Linked DNA regions of Mus musculus: region 1 is linked to region 2. The links are chromatin contacts, called in public Hi-C maps. All regions are on one chromosome and are shown on one strand. Each heading gives the region's core, a stretch centred on a gene start, on an enhancer-like site or on the middle of the called end of the contact. The rest is flanking DNA. Distances are from core to core; before and after follow the strand shown.

Evidence for each region. A called contact is a pair of places that touch in the nucleus more often than the background predicts.
Region 1: a Hi-C map of the N1E-115 cell line shows a contact between it and region 2, with 2.4 times the contacts expected there. The contact joins two enhancer-like sites. A contact is called at or near these places in 1 of 484 Hi-C or Micro-C datasets (the N1E-115 cell line) and 1 of 9 other capture datasets (adipose tissue).

Annotation. Positions count from the first base shown.
Region 1 is chr1:80,821,931-80,825,833 of GRCm38.p6, forward strand. No RefSeq gene overlaps it. Among named protein-coding and RNA genes, the nearest start is that of Dock10, 65 kb to the left of the region's middle. Within about 2 kb of position 2,246, at least 27 of the 459 cell types and tissues checked have an H3K27ac peak or open chromatin away from gene starts, as enhancers often do. A contact at or near this core is called in the N1E-115 cell line, where this site is marked.
Region 2 is chr1:80,670,057-80,674,240 of GRCm38.p6, forward strand. All of the region lies in intron 1 of Dock10 (dedicator of cytokinesis 10), which reads right to left. Among named protein-coding and RNA genes, the nearest start is that of Dock10, 86 kb to the right of the region's middle. Within about 2 kb of position 2,020, at least 22 of the 459 cell types and tissues checked have an H3K27ac peak or open chromatin away from gene starts, as enhancers often do. A contact at or near this core is called in the N1E-115 cell line, where this site is marked.

The DNA.
Region 1 (3,903 bases), core at 996-3,495, 150 kb after region 2:
TCATTCTCTGGTTCTTAAGATTATCAACCTAAAGTCAGCAACTTATTCACCTGTTTTGCTCACTGGATTGCCATGGGGCAAAGGACACTACACAATGGGAAAAACATTTACATTTGGTATGAAAACCTTTGTGTCTGCAACCCTGCAGCAGAACTGGGAAATTGGCTAATTTCAATTGTCTTTGTCACTTACCTGTCAGTCTCCTTCACTGTGTAATTGCCATGACTGCAGGTGTTCCCTTTCTGGTCATGGTCATGCCAGGACAGCATGTTTACAGCTCGAACTCAGGTCTTCCAGCCCTTGCCTAGCTAGGACTAAATAGTTTAAATATTAAATTAAGATCTTACACTTGAAAGGATTCTCCTCCCCTTTTCTTGAAAGTTTACTCTGCAGTCTTTGGACTAACTCTGTCATCACATGTGTGTTAAGTTGGTGCCACAGTGTCTCCCTTTTATGCAATACATGCCATTTCCTACTTCCCTTCTCCCTCCCCCCCTCTCTCTCTGTGTATGTGTATTCTTATTCTTCACAGTTAATGTATTATATACTTTTGGTACACTGTGTGCTTTCACATTGTAATGTCCAGTGATCCCCTTAACCCTTTTATTCATTAAAAGCATTTCATAAAGGTTAAGCATCTTGCTCAAAGGAAAAAGCTCTAACCATGAGGGCTCCTCTATAAACTCTGCTCAGTTTCATACCAAGCTTGTGTAAGGCTGCTCCACTAAACTACATCCAATGGATTCCCATTTGTAGAATGGCACAGAATAATTCCAAACGCTGCCTTACGTATTGATCCACTTAACAAAATCAAATAATTGCTACTTCCTTTACAAAATGTATATAAAGAATTATAGACATACGTGCTAGAAATGTCCATTCAAGTAAAGAAACATTTGGTCTTGAAGGCTGTTGAAATCTGATTTCTGTCACATCTGTGATCCAGAAGTCGCTAAGGCCTGGAATTTCTCTAATAGGCTTGGTTGTTGTTTGCTTGAGACAGGTTCTCACTAGGTAGCCTGGGATCTCTATGTAGATTAGGCTGGCCTCAAACTCATAGACATCCATCTGTTGTTACCTTCCACGTGCTAGAATTCATGTGCACCATGCCTGGCAGAGGTAATTCAACAGAGAGACGAATAGATGTTACATTGTTTATAAAATGCTCGGTATGACATTTGCTATACTTGCCAGACAGGAAGACTGTATTTTCCAATGCTTCTCACCAAGTGCCAAAACCATGGCAACTATTAATTTTCAATACTCCTGAGAGGCCAGTAATTTATAGCACAGAAATAAACTCACAAGGAAATTGTTTAGAATCTACAAATGGATTACACTACAACTGAGGTCTCTTAGGTAAAGTGAGTTTAATGTATGACTGCTGATGATATCAGGGAATTTTTTTTCTGGGTAATCCCACTGGAATTCCCCACTGTGCCCTGTGTCCCACTCCCAGTGACTTTGTGGAGCACTGTCATGCTTCACCGTACAATGATGCCACATTTGTAATTATTTACCACTGTGTTTAGCATATTAGCTATAATTGGGTTGTTTCCAATAAGCTTTGACAGAAATTGCAGAATTTCACATAGTAAATTATGTGCTCCCACAGGCCAGAGCATTGTCTGAACAATATAATGCATTTGTAGCAGAATAAATGTGCAATGTTTTCAAGAATTTTTGAAGCATATTTCCAGATAGTTGTAGTTCTAGCTTGAATTTTTTTTTGTTTGTTTGTTAAATCTAGAAGAGAGGATGTAGGGAAAAATAGTACTATGAAATAATTTAAAATTCATTAAAATTCTTTGCATATTTCCACACTTTTTTTTCAAAAGAAACTTTTCATGGCATAACTGTGAAGCTTCCTAAAGTGATCTCATAGTCACTCAATTAGTATTTCAGCCCAGAATTTTCCTATTCAACATCTGCCAGAAAATGGAAAACAAAGAAAATTTAGTAATGGTCCCGAGATCTGCAGCATGCGCTGAGCTGCATGTACAATCTCTCCCGCATTTTGTAAGGGTAAGAAAGGGATGGCGAATGGAATCACAAAGCAATAACAAGAATTACTTTCTCATCTTGCTTGGCATGATGGGGGAGGGAGGAAAATCAACAAGAAAACCAAGACAATGCATGTACTGACTCTGCAGGTGTGTGGCGACATCATAACAAAGGGACATTATTCCCTAGCCTCTTTCTTGTGGTGTCATCATTTGTACTGAAACACAAAGACATACACAAGTGCCCAGGGCTGGCATGGCTTCTGTGCCTTCCTCACCAGGGAGCCTGAATTAGGTCAGAGAGGAGTCAGGTGGGAGGAGTCTGTAAGGCAATTTTAGCTGCCAGCTGAATATCCAAGAGGCAAAGGGAAAATAAAAGAAATAAAGCTTCAAGCCTAGGGCTAGTCTATGGCTATGCGATTCTGTCACTTAGCTTTGATGTGGCTTTTTTTCCCCTCTTTTGTTTTTTAGAGACAGGGTTTCTCTATGCAGCCCTGGCTTACTTGGCACTCTGTAGACCAGGCTGGCCACTCACAGAGATTCTCCTGCCTCTTCTTCCTGGGTGTTGGGATTAAAGGCATGTGCCATTGCCACCCAGCTTATGTTTATTTTTCAAGTATCCTGAAATTGTTTTATTGATAATGTGAGGTAAACCAAAGCAAGACAATGTTCTCTCTCTCTCTGTCTCTGTCTGTCTCTGTGTCTCTGTCTCTCTCTGTCTCTCTGTCTCTCTGTCTCTCTGTCTCTGTCTCTCTGTCTCTCTGTCTCTCTCTGTCTCTCTCTGTCTCTCTCTGTCTCTCTCTGTCTCTCTCTGTCTCTGTCTCTGTCTCTGTCTCTGTCTCTGTCTCTCTCTCTCTCTCTCTCCCGCTAATAGCAGTACATGATTCAGATGTACTTAGGAACTCTCTGGCCCTTAGTGTCCCCTTTGGAAAGTCATAAGACAGCAGCTGAACAACTCCCAAAGTGAATCCTTCCTACAGTCTTGAACCCAACACACATAACTTGGCATTGTTAAATTTACTGATTTAATTCAATTTTATATCAAGTCTATTAGGTTATCAGAATTTAGTATTCAATTTCTGATTAGCCAAGGAATTTGGAGCACCAATATCTAGTACTTGATTAGATCTTTGCAAATATATTAGTTGGTGCTCTTGGTTAGCTTCTGTAGTTCATTCTCTTTACAGACTAAGGAAAGATTATAAAGTGTCAGTGATCTTTGTTATGTAAACCATAGTTCTTGATATTTATCTATGGTTTCAAATAAAACCTTGTTCTCAAATAGTTCTAAAACCATAATTCTTGTAGATCAAATATGTCAGTAAATCTTTGTTCTTTTCATAGTGTCAGAAGATGTTTGCATTCATCTCTGAGAAGCACATTGCACATTTGTGCAGCCACCTGAGGTTGCTTCTCAATAATATTCCCTTGTCACATGGTTAATCTTCCAGTAGTTTCTCTCTATCTAAGCACAAGGAACCTATGCTTTAAAGGGGAGCCAAAACAGTCTAATATGTTACAAGTCCCTCTCATCTAACATCTCAGCCATTCAGTGCACTGCAGCCAATGCTGGCAGCTGGCTTCTTTTTCTTTAAGTCTGATGGTTTCCAAGATAGCTACTTCATCCACAATGGATATAGTTGGGAGTTCTAGGAATTTAAATCCTGTTTCTCCCAGTTCTCATTTGCTGGTCCCCAGGAACTATTTCACAAGTACTCTCGAGTCTTAGTTCCCTCAACAGAGTAATTCTGAAATGCATTTTCCTTTGAGAGTAAATCGTGATTGTCTCCTGTAGTAGTTGGCTTAATAACATGCATTGTTGGCTCCCTTTTTAAAGCTTTTAATTATGTATATAGTCAATAAGTTCTCAGAGTGCTTTGCAAGCCAAGGATAGGGTTAA
Region 2 (4,184 bases), core at 770-3,269:
CCTACAAGTCTGAAATCTAGATGCTAGCACTTCTGTGGCCTCTCTCAAAGCTCCAGGAGAGAATCTGTTTCCAGGTTCATAGAAGGTTACTGGCAAATTCCCTTCTTGACATTGGAGATTTAAAGTTATGCTCAGCTTCTAGAGGCTGCCCATGATCTTAGGCTAATGGCCCCTTTCTAAGTCAGAAGCAGTTGAATCCCTCTTACACTGAAAAGTCTACTGGCTCCAGTTCTGCTTGATGTTCTAACACATCTTCTTCTCTTGGTCTAAGACAGAAAGATGCTTGGGAGTCTAAGGCCTCGTGAAGGAAATCTTATTCTTTTATGGTAATCCACAAAATTCTTTTATTTTCTGGCCATCTTGTAACCTGTTCTAGTTTCATTTCCGTTGTGATGAAGTACCCTGACCAAAAGCAATGCAGGGGAGGAAAGGGTTTGTGTGGCTATGACTGCAGGCTACAGTCCGCTTGCGAGAGGAAGTCAAGGCAGAACTCAGAGCTAGTCACATTGTATCCCCAGTCAAATGTAGAAAAAAATAAGTGAGCCCAGGCCGCCTGCTTACTGCTGCTGTTGCTGCTGACACTGTTTACGTCTCTCTTACATAGTTCAGGGTCCTGCCGTGAAATAGCATGTTTCACAATGACTCTTCTCACCTCAATTAACAGCCAAGAAAAATATTCCACAGATATACTCACAGGCTAACCCGATCTATGTACATTTCTCTATTAGGCTCTTTCCCAGGCTCCCTTTCCTCTTTAATTTTGGCTTTGGCAAACTGATGCTTAAAATTAACCATCATGCAACCTTAACCCATGACTTCAAAAAATCTGTCCCAGCAACACTCAAAGACTAGTATTTGATTTTCCTTTTCCTTGGGGGACATCTTAAGGCTCTCATCCATCTCAGCTAGACTCTGACCTTTTGTGTGTTTAACTGTTCAAAGTATTTTTAAACTGAAGAATCTAATGAGAAGGGGGTGGGGGGCAGGTGAAGAAAACCCCTGGCCTCTGAACGTAGTTTCCACTGAGCAGTTAGGTGGGATCTGGGTTTCTGCTGAGCTGAAAATGAGTGCACGTAAGTGGAAGTTTAGTTTGTAGAGCATTTACTGGAAAAACATCACAATGAAATTAAGGTGAGATCTGTAGGAGTCATACGTAAAGAAGGGGAATAGGCAGAGAGGAAGTGAAATAACACAGACCATCAAATGCACGAGCAGACCACAAAGGCAATCAGCTAGAGGACAAAGCAAAGAAGACCCTCCTTCATGTGCTCAGTGATGTTACAATTTCAAAGGGTCGATTATAATCACATCCAGTTAGCCAGGCTATCCAATTTGCTAGTGACATCATCACTGAACCTAAACTTGGCACAGCAATGTGATAATGTCTTATAGATGCCTGAAAATCCACTTCGTAAAAAGGACTAAAAATATTTAGAACAACTGAAATCTCAGGGGCTGAAAGTTATATGTTTACACACGAGGCCACACAGGTTTGCAAGGTTGAATCTGAACACGAGTTACCAGCACTTTCACCTGTGGTACCTAACTCTTCTTCATCCAATCTGTATTATCATTGTTTGAGCTTTGCAGGACCTACTGATTACTTCCTTAGTGTTGAAGAATGGCTAGGGAGCTTATCTTGCATCATGTATATCTTCTTCTGTTTCCAACTGATCTTCCTTTAACCTGCTGGGAGCTCACTGCATTGGTTTTTGGTGGTGGTGGTGGTAGTGTTTTTTTTTTTTTATTTTAATTTTAATTTTTGTATCGCAGAGAATGTCCATTCTGGTCCTTGGAGCACCAGCAAGCACCACCTGCCGTCAAGCTGCACAGTTAGAGGAAACCAAGAAACACCAAGATACTTCCTCATCCTCTGGAGCCCTAGCCCAGACAGAAGTTCTATTCCTGGTACTAGCACTCAAGCCCATTCTTCTTGTGTGAAAGTTCAACTTGGCTTCACAGTTCTGAGTTACCAATGACAGCACAGATTTCTCAACCAAACCTCCCACAAAAGACGATGCTTTTAGTGGGCAAGGTTGGTAGGATGCAGTGCTGGTAGAATACAATATTTTTCCTTTAGTGTATCTCTCCTTCAAATAATATGCTTTTAGGATAAAGTTTTTTTGGGCCTTTGTGGGAAATAAAGAGCCCCATGGAGGATGGATCACAAATAAAAGTCGAAGCATATCCTGTGTGTGCATGTTATGTGTCTGTGAGTAGTGTGTTGGCTTAGTGCGTAGATAGATCAGTTGTGACAATTTTTGTAATGTGTTCATTGCATTAAAATAGTTTATAGTAGCCTATCCAGTTACATTCAGACATTTATCTCATTATAAGGATATTTATTCATATTATGATTTGAATAGAATTCAGCGGGTGAAAACTGAATCAGGATAGATGGGGTAGTGTTGCAGGATTTTCCCTGTCCAATCACATTAAGGCAGTGGGAGACTTGTGATTGGACAGGAGAAAGGAGGCAGAGCAGGAGTGGGGAGAGAGAGAAAGAGAGAGAGAGAGAGAGAGAGAGAGAGAGATCCCAGGAGGAGAGAAATCTCAGGAGGAGAGAGAGAGAACCAGAATGGAGGCTGACGTGGTGTTATCAAAAGGTTAGAATAATTGGGTTAAAGCTTTATCATTATCAATTGGCTCTGAAATGATTGTATTTGCATCTTGTAAATTGTGATTAAATTGATATATAAATCTAATTGGTTAACTATAAGCTTAAGAGTCTTGTTTCTACCGGCTAATTAGGTGTTGAAATCGATAACCAGGGATGCATAGGGTGTTACATGGAAGCAAGAAGAACTTGGGAGGCCAGTCTTAGAGATGGCCTGGTAGGAGTCCTGTGGCCTCGCAGTGCTGGTGAGTTGGTGGGCCAAGAGACAGAGTGAGTGAGATCACCTGGCACAGGGGCTAGCCTCAGAGAGTTGGCAGGCCATCACTAGCGCGGGAATGTGCGGATTCTCTTTTTTAATATTTCCCGCAACAGGTTAGGGAGAACCTGGAATCCAGGTCTGCTTTGATATATAAAATATATACCTTCCTTATACCCTACCCTGTTGCCAAAGAAAATTTCCCAGTATATGTACAAATGGAAAGATGCTAAAGCAGTAGATTCCTACCTCAGGTCTTAGTATATGAACCAGTCACCTGTTACACTGAGCATCTTGCTAATGTTCATTACGGATACTGCATAGACTGCACCTTGAGAAACAGTGACCAGGACATGAGTTCATCCAACTGTGTTTTAGGCCACAGTCACCCAGTAGTGTTTCTGTGGAGACCACCTCCCTCTACAAATTATTTATTTATGCCAGACTGAAGACTTACTATACAATTCAGTGTTCCCTTTCCCTAATGGACTCTCAGTCAGGAAAATTAACACACTGGTTGCATTGTGCTGTGTATTGGGGTGAGTGAGGAGAAACCCCTGGAGTAAAGTCAGCCATTAAAATCTGTGCCTCAGATCTTCCCAGCTTCCTGTTTTATCTGTCACACCCTCCTCTGATTTCATGTCATCTCCTTTTCATGGACCATTCCTCTGCGTCTAACTTAATAAAGGTGGCTATGCTTGCCATGTCTCTCTACGTTATTATCTAAATCACATTTTCTAAAACTTAATTACTGACATTTGGACGTTTTGGACCAGTTCATTCTTTGTCAAGGGGAATCCTGTCTCCTGTGGGATGTCTAAGGATGCATCTTCTGGATTCTGTCCAGGAGATGCTGTTTGCATCTTACTCCTCTTGCCAGTTATATAATTCTCTTCCATTGTGACAGTCAACCATCTCCAGACACAACAGAGCTTCCCTAGGAAGAGAGGCAGCCTATGTGTGCCACATGCTGGGATGCAGACAGTGTTTCTCTGATTAACAGCATTCAGGTTGTGCATCTGGGTGGTAGTGGTTAAGTCTCGTTAGGTGAACCTTAGTTAACATCTCTTAAATGCTGAACTGACCCACTTGAAAGAATCTCTGGACTACTGGTCTCCACAACACCTCAAACTACCACTCATTGAGTCTCTGAATTCATATTTCTGTTTGGGGGCTATGTATGCCTCTAGTCTTACAGGGAAAAGACTGGAAGCCATTAAAACATTTGATATGAGATGAGCTCTTATGAGACACAAGCTAGACATCTAGGTAAGTTGGATGAAGGATAAAGATTCAGGATAAAGATGGGAG